Linked DNA regions of Mus musculus: regions 2, 3 and 4 are each linked to region 1. The links are chromatin contacts, called in public promoter capture Hi-C maps. All regions are on one chromosome and are shown on one strand. Each heading gives the region's core, a stretch centred on a gene start, on an enhancer-like site or on the middle of the called end of the contact. The rest is flanking DNA. Distances are from core to core; before and after follow the strand shown. Region 1 holds the start of Zfp84 (zinc finger protein 84). Region 2 holds the start of Shkbp1 (Sh3kbp1 binding protein 1). Region 3 holds the start of Map3k10 (mitogen-activated protein kinase kinase kinase 10). Region 4 holds the start of Zfp60 (zinc finger protein 60).

Evidence for each region. Promoter capture Hi-C pulls out the DNA fragments that hold promoters and counts their contacts. Capture Hi-C pulls out chosen DNA fragments and counts their contacts.
Region 2: a contact with region 1 is called in a promoter capture Hi-C map of liver, with 5 times the contacts expected there. The contact joins the promoter of Shkbp1 here to the promoter of Zfp84 in region 1. A contact is called at or near these places in 1 of 39 promoter capture datasets (liver) and 1 of 9 other capture datasets (liver).
Region 3: a promoter capture Hi-C map of neutrophils shows a contact between it and region 1, with 4 times the contacts expected there. The contact joins the promoter of Map3k10 here to the promoter of Zfp84 in region 1. A contact is called at or near these places in 3 of 39 promoter capture datasets (liver, neutrophils and pre-B cells) and 1 of 484 Hi-C or Micro-C datasets (CD4 T cells).
Region 4: a promoter capture Hi-C map of adipose tissue shows a contact between it and region 1, with 3 times the contacts expected there. The contact joins the promoter of Zfp60 here to the promoter of Zfp84 in region 1. A contact is called at or near these places in 4 of 39 promoter capture datasets (the C10 cell line, liver and pre-B cells), 1 of 484 Hi-C or Micro-C datasets (B cells), 1 of 115 datasets of contacts at active chromatin or transcription factors (bone marrow-derived macrophages) and 2 of 9 other capture datasets (adipose tissue and liver).

What each region holds. Positions count from the first base shown.
Region 1 is chr7:29,767,247-29,769,913 of GRCm38.p6, forward strand. Zfp84 (zinc finger protein 84) reads left to right here and starts at 1,306. Exons shown (of 5, transcript NM_023750.2): 1 at 1,306-1,449. Gm38983 (a long non-coding RNA gene) reads right to left here and starts at 1,007. Exons shown (of 2, transcript XR_881933.3): 1 at 1-1,007.
Region 2 is chr7:27,354,690-27,357,356 of GRCm38.p6, forward strand. It overlaps Shkbp1 (Sh3kbp1 binding protein 1), which reads right to left and starts at 1,319. Exons shown (of 18, transcript NM_138676.2): 1 at 1,182-1,319; 2 at 884-937; 3 at 712-757; 4 at 525-598; 5 at 37-95. The coding sequence starts at 1,267. Sptbn4 (spectrin beta, non-erythrocytic 4) reads right to left here. Exons shown (of 36, transcript NM_032610.2): 36 at 1,694-2,667. The coding sequence ends at 2,603.
Region 3 is chr7:27,673,230-27,675,896 of GRCm38.p6, forward strand. Map3k10 (mitogen-activated protein kinase kinase kinase 10) reads right to left here and starts at 1,352. Exons shown (of 10, transcript NM_001290528.1): 1 at 114-1,352. The coding sequence starts at 795. It also overlaps a transcript of Zfp607b not described here.
Region 4 is chr7:27,730,062-27,732,728 of GRCm38.p6, forward strand. It overlaps Zfp60 (zinc finger protein 60), which reads left to right and starts at 1,348. Exons shown (of 5, transcript NM_029531.2): 1 at 1,348-1,409.

The DNA of each region.
Region 1 (2,667 bases), core at 56-2,555:
AATGTAGTTCAAACCGAGGAGTCCAAGCCGCAGTGCCTTGTGGGAAAAACAAGCCAGGGCACCAAATCCTCCTTCGTGTAACCCCTGCCACAACATCTGCTCTAAGCCGATTCACGGAGAATTCCTCTGGGAATTCTGTCTAGAAAGGGTCCCAGGAGGTCCCGGAAAGACCAGGAACCTAGAAATCCAAAAAGCGGAATCTGGGTTTCAGGCTGCCGGTAAACCTAGATCTTGTGAGCGAGATATTCTCTTCTCTCTCTCTCTCTCTCTCTCTCTCTCTCTCTCTCTCTCTCTCTCTCTCTCTCTCTCTCTCTCTCTCTCTCTCTTCCCCCCGGAGACAGTCTTCCTAATAAAACTCTGCTTCCACAACAACAAAATCAACCAACAATAACAAAATCCACCAAGACTTGAGGCACAGTGATGCATACTTTTAATCATAGCAAACAGAAGGCAGAGACATGGGCCAGAGTTTGAAGCCAGTATGATCGACATTGAATTCTCATTATATGAGTGAGAATATATATATATATATATATATATATACATATACATACATACATATGGAATTCCATAAAATTTGATCCAACATAAATGTTCATGATTGGCCCAACATAAGTGCTTGGAACAGAACAGACGATGCTCTTAAGAACTGAACCATCTCTCTGTTTATTTTCCTTTATGGACACAGGTCGTTAGGTAACCATGGCTTCAAACTTGTTATGTAACCGAGGCGGGCATTAAAACTCTTGATTCTCCTGCTTCTGCCTCCTGAGTGCTGGGATTACAAACATGCAATGCTCAACCCAGGCTAATGCAGCACATTTAAATTTGTGGCTATCGAGTGGTAAGTAGACTAAATATTCCAGTAAAGATAGGGCGATCTTTGCCCTATCCAGTCGTTCCCAGTCCTAACAGCCTTGTCTCATTCCTTCAGGGAGCTTGGAACACCACACTGGAGAAGCTCTTAAGAGCCCTCATATATCCGACTGTCAATAGCAGGATGAGTTCTTTACCGAGAACGCGGTCTGTGATGTCTTCTGGGAAATGTAGTCCTGAGCTGGATCACTTGCTCGGGTTCTTGCCTCGCTTCTGTAGCTGGAGTAAAGATCCACCCCCACCACAGAGCCGAAACTGCTTAAGTTTCAGAGACTTCAAGCCTTGGATCCTTGGGAAATTCCCCCTTTAGAAAACTAATCGTCCGTTCTCTAGTTTCAACAGATCTCTACTTCCTCTCTCGCACACTGAAACTCTCCTGCAGACTCTAGAAGTAGCACCGCCTTCTGGGAAATGTAGTCCACTATAAATGCTCAGCCACATGGCGGAAGTGGCTGGAAAGAGGTTGTTCCGGATCATCTCAGTGCCCTACCCGACCTAACCCGGTACTGTCCTGGTCGGTATTCGCTGGTCGTCCGAGTTCGAAGCCGTGAGATCGCAGTTTATACTTTTGAAGTGAGTCTGCCCTTGGTTTTAAGTGCTTTGTGTAAATACAGTCCTTAAGGCCTGTATTTGTTGGTCGCTGGCTGCAGGCCGGCTCTAGGGGACCCACCCGGTTTCCGGGATGGCGCTAGAGGCTTAAAGAGGGACTAAGGCGGCGGGAGTGTGACTGCATGGGCGAAAAGGTTTTTGGAGGATGTGGATTGTACAGGAGGGTGAGAGAGAGAGAGTGCGCGAAGTCAGCAGAACGTGGGTAGTAGGTGGTTACCAGATCCTCTAGTCTTGCAACGCAAAGTCGGGGGCGGGAGGTGCGGGACACCATTTATGTCAAGTTTATTTGAAAATTTGGGGGGAGGGGGGAGAAAGCTAAATAGTAGAGACGGTAAGGATTTCTGTGTTCAAGATAGATCAGTTTACCAATCAGCATGACTTTTAACTGTAGTTAGGAGTTAGATATGGTGACCCACATCTATAATTTCAGCACTCGAGCTGCGGAAGCTGGAAGTCAGTGACTTTGAGGACAGCCGTGGGAACATAGTGAGTTCCAGGCTACCGGGACCCACATAGTGAAATCCTGTCTCAGAAACGGATGAGTGTATAGAAATTGTATTTGAAAAAACGTAATTACTGTGGGTTCCTACTTTTGTGTCACACCCTCCGAGTAGCCATTTAGCCTTGTTTAGGGAACTCTTAGAAAATCTTAGCCTCTGTTGACTACCACTAGAGAAGTCAGAATTTGAAGTTCATGATTCTGGGTGATCCACTTCAGGTTCTAAAAAGACAACTTCCTCAGCTCTAGGCTTTTCTGTCAAGAAGCAGACATAGTGAGCACACGGAGTCTCCGTTGTACCCCATCTTCACCCTGTCCAGTTTATAGTTACAAAACTAGTCCTCGGTGTGGTGGGTTTAGAAGGTGGGGGCTTTTTGAAGGTAATTAAATGGGAGTAGTGCCCTGGCTCCCTGGAGCTACCTGCCTTCTCTAGGTGAGAGTGCAGTCCAGAGACTCCATCTGGGGACCGGGGAAATCGGTTTTCACTAGACACCTAATTTGTCAGTGCCACCACAACAGAGAAATAAGTTTGTTATTTATAAGCTAGTCTCTGGTATTTTGTTATAGCAGCTTAAGTGGGCTAATGGACTTTAATACTGCACCTGGCCAGTTCCTGCAGAAATTATTTGAAGTTCCTGAAATGTACTTTGTTTTTTTGTTTACGGTTTCCAGAGAGATCAAGT
Region 2 (2,667 bases), core at 69-2,568, 2.4 Mb before region 1:
GGTGGGGGTGGGGCACGGCACGGGACTCTCACTTACCCAGTGGAGTGAGTCCGTAGAATTGGGCTTCATGGAGGAGGCTGGAACCATGGACACCCCTGGGTAATAGGGGAGATTTGGGTGTAAAAATCTAGGGCATAGGCATGAACAGCACATTGCAAGGAGAAAGGTATTGAAACTGCCCAGAGACTACCGAAGCCTGGCTAGTTTCAACCGGCGTAAAATTCTAGGGAGGTTGAGGGTGGGGTACACCTGCCAATCCAAGACATGGGAGATAAAGACTGGCCTGATCTGGATGGAGTTCTAGACAGCCAGGGCTACAGAGCAAGGCCTTATCTCAAGCCAACAAACAAATACATACTTTCTTTAAAATCTAGATAACAAGGATGAAGAATGGTGCAAATGTGTGGGCATATTTTAATGGAAGGAATATAACATGATCAATAATTCTAATAGAATGGAACACATTTACTTTTCGAGGAGAGATTTTATACAGTGGCAGAATTCACCCATTTACCCATACCAACCTGGGATCTAACTCTTTGGTCCGCAGGAAATTAAGGATGGGGGCAAAGACGGTGGGGTCCCGGTCGATGAAGATCTGCATGGTGGGGTGGGGATGGAGGTGGGGGTCATGGAAAAGACCTGGAATAAGTAGGAGCTCCTGTCCCCCATCCCACCCGGAGTCCCGTTTTTTGATCTAGCCCTACTCACAGCTCCGGTCTCATCTTTCAGGGTTGAGATGCGTCCGCTCAAAAGACTACAGGAAGGGGAAACCGAGGAGGAGACATGGGCCGAGTTGCAGAGGTGAGTATTGTAGAAATGGGTCTCCCCACACCCTCTTCTTTCATTCCCTCCTACCCTCGCCCCAGACTCTCCTAATCACCTGGAAAAGAAGGAGTCTGGGATCCAGGTAAGCGTCTGGCGAGAGGTACTGAACCTGGGCGATGGGGTAAGGAGAGGAAAGAGAAGAAGAGGTGAGGACGCTGCCTCCTCCACTGAGATTCATGCATTCTCCTTTGGCATTTCTTTCTTTCTTTCTTTCTTTTTTATTCAAGCGCCAAGCCTCCAGCTTGAGGCGGAGCAATTCTTGATGGACAGGGACTACCACCCCCACCCCCAGAAGAGGCGGGCATCCCGCCTCGGTCCCGTAGGATGGGGCCTCGAGGATCTCCCACACTCACCGCTTGCCCCCTACGTTCAGATGAATCACTTCCCCGGGTGCTCCCCGACTCGGGACCCCCTCCACTGCAGTCGTCGCGACGGCCATAGCCCCACCCCCCCGCAAGCCGGCCGGCTCGCACCCACTTCCGGGTGTGCATAGACCCCGCCTCTTCCTCTTGCTCATTGGCCTAGAGACTCCAGGATCCACCGGCGATTGGACAGAGAGCTCGCTCAACGCAATTACGGTCTCTGACTCTTTAAAGAGGGCCGGTCTTTCCTGGTTTCGACGGGGCGCACTTGGGGATCCTTTGGAGTGATTTAGTAACTCCCCCCCCCCTTTTCTAGGTTCCCTTATTTTGGTATAATACATAACGAATGTAGGCGATTCGTTGAGGAGTACGTGCGCAGATCTTGAAATGAGCCTATACCAAGGCTTAGGTATTTGTAGAGTCTAGGAGACTGCCTTCTCGACCTCGTCCCCACACCGGCCCACCCTCCAATCCTGTCTCGGATACACGAACAAACCAGCGAAGACTGTCAAAGCCAAAGGGTTTATTATAGGTACATACAGTGTGCGCCTGCCACACCGCCCCGCACCCCCTGCCTTGGCAGCGTCTCCAAGCAGCCACGGGGGTTGCCTGTAACCCTGATTCCCTCCGTCCCAGGGAGGTGCTCCAGCCAGAAGCATGCAGGGGGAGGGCTTTCCCACCCCCTCCCCCTCGGGAAGTGGCATTTACAGCTAGAATCGGGGAGGAGAGAGGAAGACAGTTTTGAACTTTGACTCCCCTCCTATTAAAAGCCTTCGCGGATGCGGGGCGGGGGGAAGGAGGGGGGGTCTACGTTTTTGCAAAAATAAACTAAGTCAGGAATTAACCGCATGGCTCTGAGATGGCGGAGTACAGGGGCTAAGGGCCCCTGTCCTCCCTCTTCCCAGACAGATCAAGGCAGCATTGGAAGTGAGGTAAAGGCAGGGAGGGAGTGTGTCCCCTCCCCACCCCCTAGCACCCTGGATGGTCCAGGGGACCTCACCAGCGCCCCCGTTGTCCATCCTTAGGGCGGAGAGGAGGCCAACAAATCACCACCTCCTAGATCCCTCGCCACTCCAGCTTCTTGGGGCAGGATCTGACGATTGGGCAGGGAGCTTGGCTCAACTGGCTCCCTGCCCGGCCCCACCAAGCTCAGTTATTGCATAAAAAGAATGGAGCCCCAGCACCTGGGGTGGGGTTGGCGAGCGGGAAGGGACCGAGATATGGCTATAGGGACAGCAATCCCCTACCACCACCTCTTGGAGTGCAGAAGTCCCTTCTATTTCAGGCCCACAGTGGCACATCCGCAGTCATTCCGGCCCTTGCGGATGAGAAGTTGTCTTTGTGTCCACAGTGCAGAGAGGAGGGGCAAGGAGACTTGTCAGACTCCAAGGTGGGGGAAAGGGTACCTGGAATCACTTCCGGCGCCCGCTGGCCCTACGCTCCCCGCCCTCACGCTTGGGGTTGCCCTCATCTGTGG
Region 3 (2,667 bases), core at 102-2,601, 2.1 Mb before region 1:
TGGCCCTGCTTGCCCCATGCAGTGCCATCTGCTGTCCATTGCCCTTTCCAACGATCTGGGCTTGGCCTCATAAGATTCAGCGGAAGAGTTTTGGGAGAGAGGATACCACTTACTGTTGATGGACTTGAGGTCCCGGTGAATGATGGGCACAGGGGCATCATTGTGTAGATAGTTCATGCCCCGAGCCACCTGCACAGCCCAGTTGACCAGCACATGAGGGGGGACCCGGCGACCTGCCAGTACCCTGCTCAATGCACCTCCCCGAGCATATTCCATCACCAGGCAGAGGTTTGGGGGGCTGAGGCAGGCGCCCCTCAGGGCAATGATGTTGGGGTGCTGCAGGGCTCCAAAGAGCCGGGCCTCCTGGCGGACCTGCTCCGCTGTCACTGCCGGGTCCCGTTCAGGGTCCAGCCGAGCGGCCTTGACCGCTACTTCCTCTCCACGCCATACGGCGCGATAGACTTTGCCAAAGCCCCCGACACCGATGATCTCCTCCAGCTGCAGCTCGTGGAAGGGGATCTCCTGTGGCAGCTGGAGGTCTGAGGGTGCGGCGGGTGCAGCGGGGGCCACGTAGTTGCTGGGGAAGACGCCCACACGGCCGCTGGGCAGCTGCCCTGTCCACCAGCCCTCATCTCCAGACACCGCACAGTCCTGGGAAAGCACCTGGACGCGGTCGCCTCTCCGCAGGGTCAGCTCCTCGTCGCCCACCGCCTCGTAGTCGAACACGGCGGTCCACACTGGCCCCGCGGGGGTCGCGCCCCACTCTCTGGCCGCCGCCCCCTCCTCCTCCTCCATGGGGGAGGGGCCGGGGGCTGCGGGAGGCCGCTTCACGCAGGCTGCCCGCGGAATGCTGAGCGCGGGGCCGGGAGGCCGGGATGGGAGACAGTCCCTGCGGACCCCGGGGGGCTCCTGGGGACCATAGCTGGGGGAGGGGCCTCCGCTGGAGCGAAGGAATTAAAAAGAAAAAAAACCCCAAAAACCTAAAAAACACCTTTTTCAAACGATAGGACCGATCCCTCGGATTTGGCTGTGCAGGAGAGGCGTTAGGTTCACCTGTCCCCAACGATGTCAGGGCGCAGGGAGGGCCGGGTCGAGCGGGGCCCGCCGGCGGAGGCCGAGGCCGAGGGCAGCAAGCGGCCGCCCCTCCCCGCGCCTCTCACCCCGCGCAGCTCCACCGGCGGCCCCCGGCTCCGCATCCTCAGCCACGACCGCAGGGCCGGGCAGGGATGGCGGCGCCCCGGGGGCGGCCGCCCCGGGATGGGGTGGCGCGCCCCTCGGCCTCCTCACGCGAGGAACGCGTGGGCGGCCCCCATCCTCCTCAGCCGGCTCCTGGTCGGCCCCCTAAGTCCCTCTCCCCGCCGGGGCTCTTGGCGGTGTCCAGTGACGTGTTTATGCTGCCGCCGCGATGCCGCCTGGGAGTTGTAGTCCCAAGCTGCGAGGCCTTGGGTTCGTCCCAGGCTACATGAGCCCTGGTCCTTAGGCCCTATCTCCTATCAGGGCGAATGAACCAACGCTTTCTACAAGCCCTGCAGGAGACCCGTTCATGTTGGAGTTCACGGTAACTGACTCATTTAGCCAAGGGAAACATAGGAGCTGAATGAATGGAGATTACGGACCGATACTCCTAAAGCGGTTCGGACAAGGTTCGCAGGATAGTCTCTAGGGTCCCTGGCTGGAAGTGCATGCTGGGAAATGTAGTTCGTTCGTGGACCATTGCGCTCCTTGAACCACCTGCTTCAGAGAGCAATGGGTGACTGGAGCAAGTTAACGCACAGACTTGTGCTGCCTCTTTGGGCAGGAGCAGGCTGGAGGGCGAAGTGTACTGTCTCGAAGATTTCATAGCCAGATTTGCTTGCCTCACCAGCTATGGGATCACTGGCATCTGCAGTAAGAACTTGTCTATACTCTTCTGCCTCCTATAATGAGCTTCAGTTTGGAGAGAGGGGGCTGAAAGGAGGGGTTTCCGGGGGTGGGGGCTTTGCTCAGATGATGTCATTAAATCTTCACGAAGAGCCTCATTTACAGGTGACTCAGAGAAACAAACTCACTTTGTTCAAGATTGCTAAATTATAAATGGCAAAGCAAGAGTCAAGGGCAGTTTAAAAGAAATTGAAAAATTGAAAAACAAACACTGTCAGTGATCGTATTTTTAAATTGTGTGTGTGTGTGTGTGCGCGCGCGCGTGCGTGCGTGCACGCACCCAAAGAGGGCGTTGGATCTCCTGGAAACTTCAGTCACAGGCGGTTGTGAGCCACCCCATGTGGGTGCTGGGGACCCAAATTCAGGTTCTCCGCAAAAGCAGCATATGCCCTTTAGAGCTGACCCATCTTTGCCCCCTACGGTAACTAAGATTCTGGTTGAGTTTATTTGTGGGACAGGCAAAGAACTGACTGAGAGGGACAAAGGTGTGCGTGTGTGGAGCTTTATTGAGGCAAGCTGACAATCGCTGAGTTGGGAGTCGTTACAAGGGCTCTGTGTTTAGCATTTTATAAGACTTATGGGTCCTCTCATCTTAACATTTTGCCTAGGCATTTGTCCTTCTAACCTTTCTCTAAGGAAGGAAACAACCCTGGCAGGAAGGCCGTTTCTCTACCTGCCTATATATTTTTCTAACTTATCCTCAGCACCATGTTTTTAGAATGCTGCCTTTCTATGTATAGAATGCAG
Region 4 (2,667 bases), core at 98-2,597, 2.0 Mb before region 1:
ATTTCAAATCTAATCTGTCTATACTGTAGGCGTTTAGATCATTTACAAAGCGTCTAATATGTTTAGTGGTCCTAATAGGATTATCATTAACCTTGACACTAGTTTTCTCTCATGTTCTGGAAAAATATGTGTAAATATAAATAATAAATAAATGTGGTTTTGAAAGCTCATGTTGAAAGACTCCGAGAGGAGCCCCTTGCTCAGGCCTCAGGACAATAGCGGACACCCAAGAACTCACAAGAGACCAAGCTTGATGCAAACCACATGAGGCTTTATTCGGGGAAAGCCAGAGCTCTGGGGACGACTCATATCCCACGCAGGGGTAGAGGAGTCGACCCCAAGGGGAAAGAGGTCCCAGTTTTTATAGGCCCTCAGGGGGGGAAGGAGAAGGGGGAAGTAGGGGATTTCCAGATCTAAACAATGTTTATTCTCAAGAAATGGGTATGGGAGGGGTCCAAGGGAAGAGTCTGGTGCAGGTGTAGGAACTCTAGATTGGCCGGGCTGTTGTTGCTGGGGAGATTTTCTGACTCTTTTTCAGCAACCAATATCACAAACACCTGGCAATGGGCTTCATCAGTGGGCACACACATGGGTTCAAGGAACGGTCAAAACATTGGCAGACACACGGGTTCAAGGAGTGGCCAGAGCATTGTGCACCTCTATTTTTCTAAATCAGTGAAGCTAGTTCTGCTAACAGTGACATCTATCTTGCCAATTTCAGGGCTTGTGTGACCTTTTACATTCTGTCAGGATCTTTCAATGTCATGTTACACTAAGTACGTTTTCCCTACATAAACAAGGCATACGTCGGTGGTTGTTTACATACGTCGGTGGTTGTTTAGATACTTCCACATGCTAGTCATTCACCTTTCAAAATGGGCGCAGTTCTGTTGATATTTATCCAACTAGTCCTCACTCACGTTTTCCTATCTAGATAACAGGGACACTGACTCTCTGAACATCTGGCTGTCTGAAATCGCTGATATAAACTACCACGTTTAAAACCAACCAATTCTTTAGTTCAGTGTCTTCCAATCTACCATAGTCCCTACTAGAGCACAGCAGGTGGAATCCCTCTTGGTGCAAAGTGTAACCACGCCAGTTATATCCGGATTTGATCACGCTTCCTATTCTGTCCGGGGGTGGGGTGGGGGGTCTGGGAGACAGAACACGACGTCTCCCACAAACCACTGGCATAGCTCTCAGATGGCCTGGCCTAAGTTGTGTGCAGTGATCTCTCTGAACTACAGACCGCTAGGCTTCATCGAGTTGAGCACTCGGCACTACATTTCCCAGGGGCTACCGCGGCGGAAGTAAAGCAACTTCCGGTGCCCTGGCGGCGCTATAGCGGACGGTCGGGTCTTTCTGGTCTGAGTAGGGAATTGCTTTGTGTCTTCGGTCTCTGCAGAGTAAGGCCGGGAGTCCGGGTGTGGGTGTGGACGGTGGGGTGGATGGATGTTGATGCGTGTGTGAGTGTTTAGGGACGGTGCTGTGTGTGCGCGCGCGCGTCTCTGCGTACGCACCTTGAGCTATTTGCATTATCACCGTGCTTGTCGCTTTCTCTCGCGGCCACCAGCAGAGGACCAAGCTTCACTGAGGAGAGGTGAGGGGCGGAGTCTGAAGGGAAGCTTTCCCTGTGGTTCAGATTGAGCTTTGTGACGAGCATTTGAGGCCGAAAGTGCCTCCGAGGGTGGCCTACTGGCCTTTTCTCAGAGCTCTAGCCGTGTGAGTGTCGAGGGAAGAGAGGGGAAATGCTCACTGGGGATGCTCTCAAATGTAATCTAGGCTTACTCAGATGTAATCTAGGCTTACTCAGGCTCCCTGCGCAGGCCATTATTCAAAAGGAGGGCTGGAGGAGCGTGAGATCGTTGTTGCTACCCACCGAAGGCTCAAGGGCGAGTTTGCGCTTTCTCTCTGTGCGAGAAATGAGGGTTTTATGTTTAGAATATGGAATTGTCAGTAAATGAAGAAGGAACGTGTAAATTGATACCGCCATCATTGTGTCCCTTACATTGTCCCTCCCCTTTCCAGTTAGTATTCACATTATCGTTTCAATGACCCTTGACATCTTCTGTCTACAATCACTCCCCCCACCTCACCGACCATGTTATAGATAGGAACCGACAGAGGTTAACAAAAGGGCTTTCAAACTCCGATGTGCTAAATCGATTTCTATTTGGATGGTGTCACACGTCAGATGGCCTTAGATCTTCTTACAGGTCTTCATTTCAAAGCAGCGGAAGAGTGGAGGTTTTTGTTTTCTAGTAGATTTTGAGATTGGGAAAGTGGTAGGCTCTCTCCCCCTCCCCTCCCCTCCCCTCCATCTGGGTTGGAGTCTTGGTTCTGTCCCCTCAGGCTCTCCAGGCCTGTCAGGAACCTTAGGATGCCTGTGGTGAAGCCTGTTAGTGCAGTGCCGCCATATCCTAAGGGCCTGGTGTGCTTTAGTTGTTGCTCTGTGAGGCCATCTTGGGTTCATTCCACTCAGTGTTCTGCAGGACAAGGGAGTGTGAGAAACAATGCGATTGCTGGTGGATGTTTAAGAAAGCCACTCAAACAGAAAAGCTAGGCTTTGTGGGGTACAACGAGGCAGAAAGAAGCAGGAAGGGCAATGTGAATTCTGTAGCAGCTTGATCCCCATAACACGTTTCAGGCCAGCTGGCCTACACA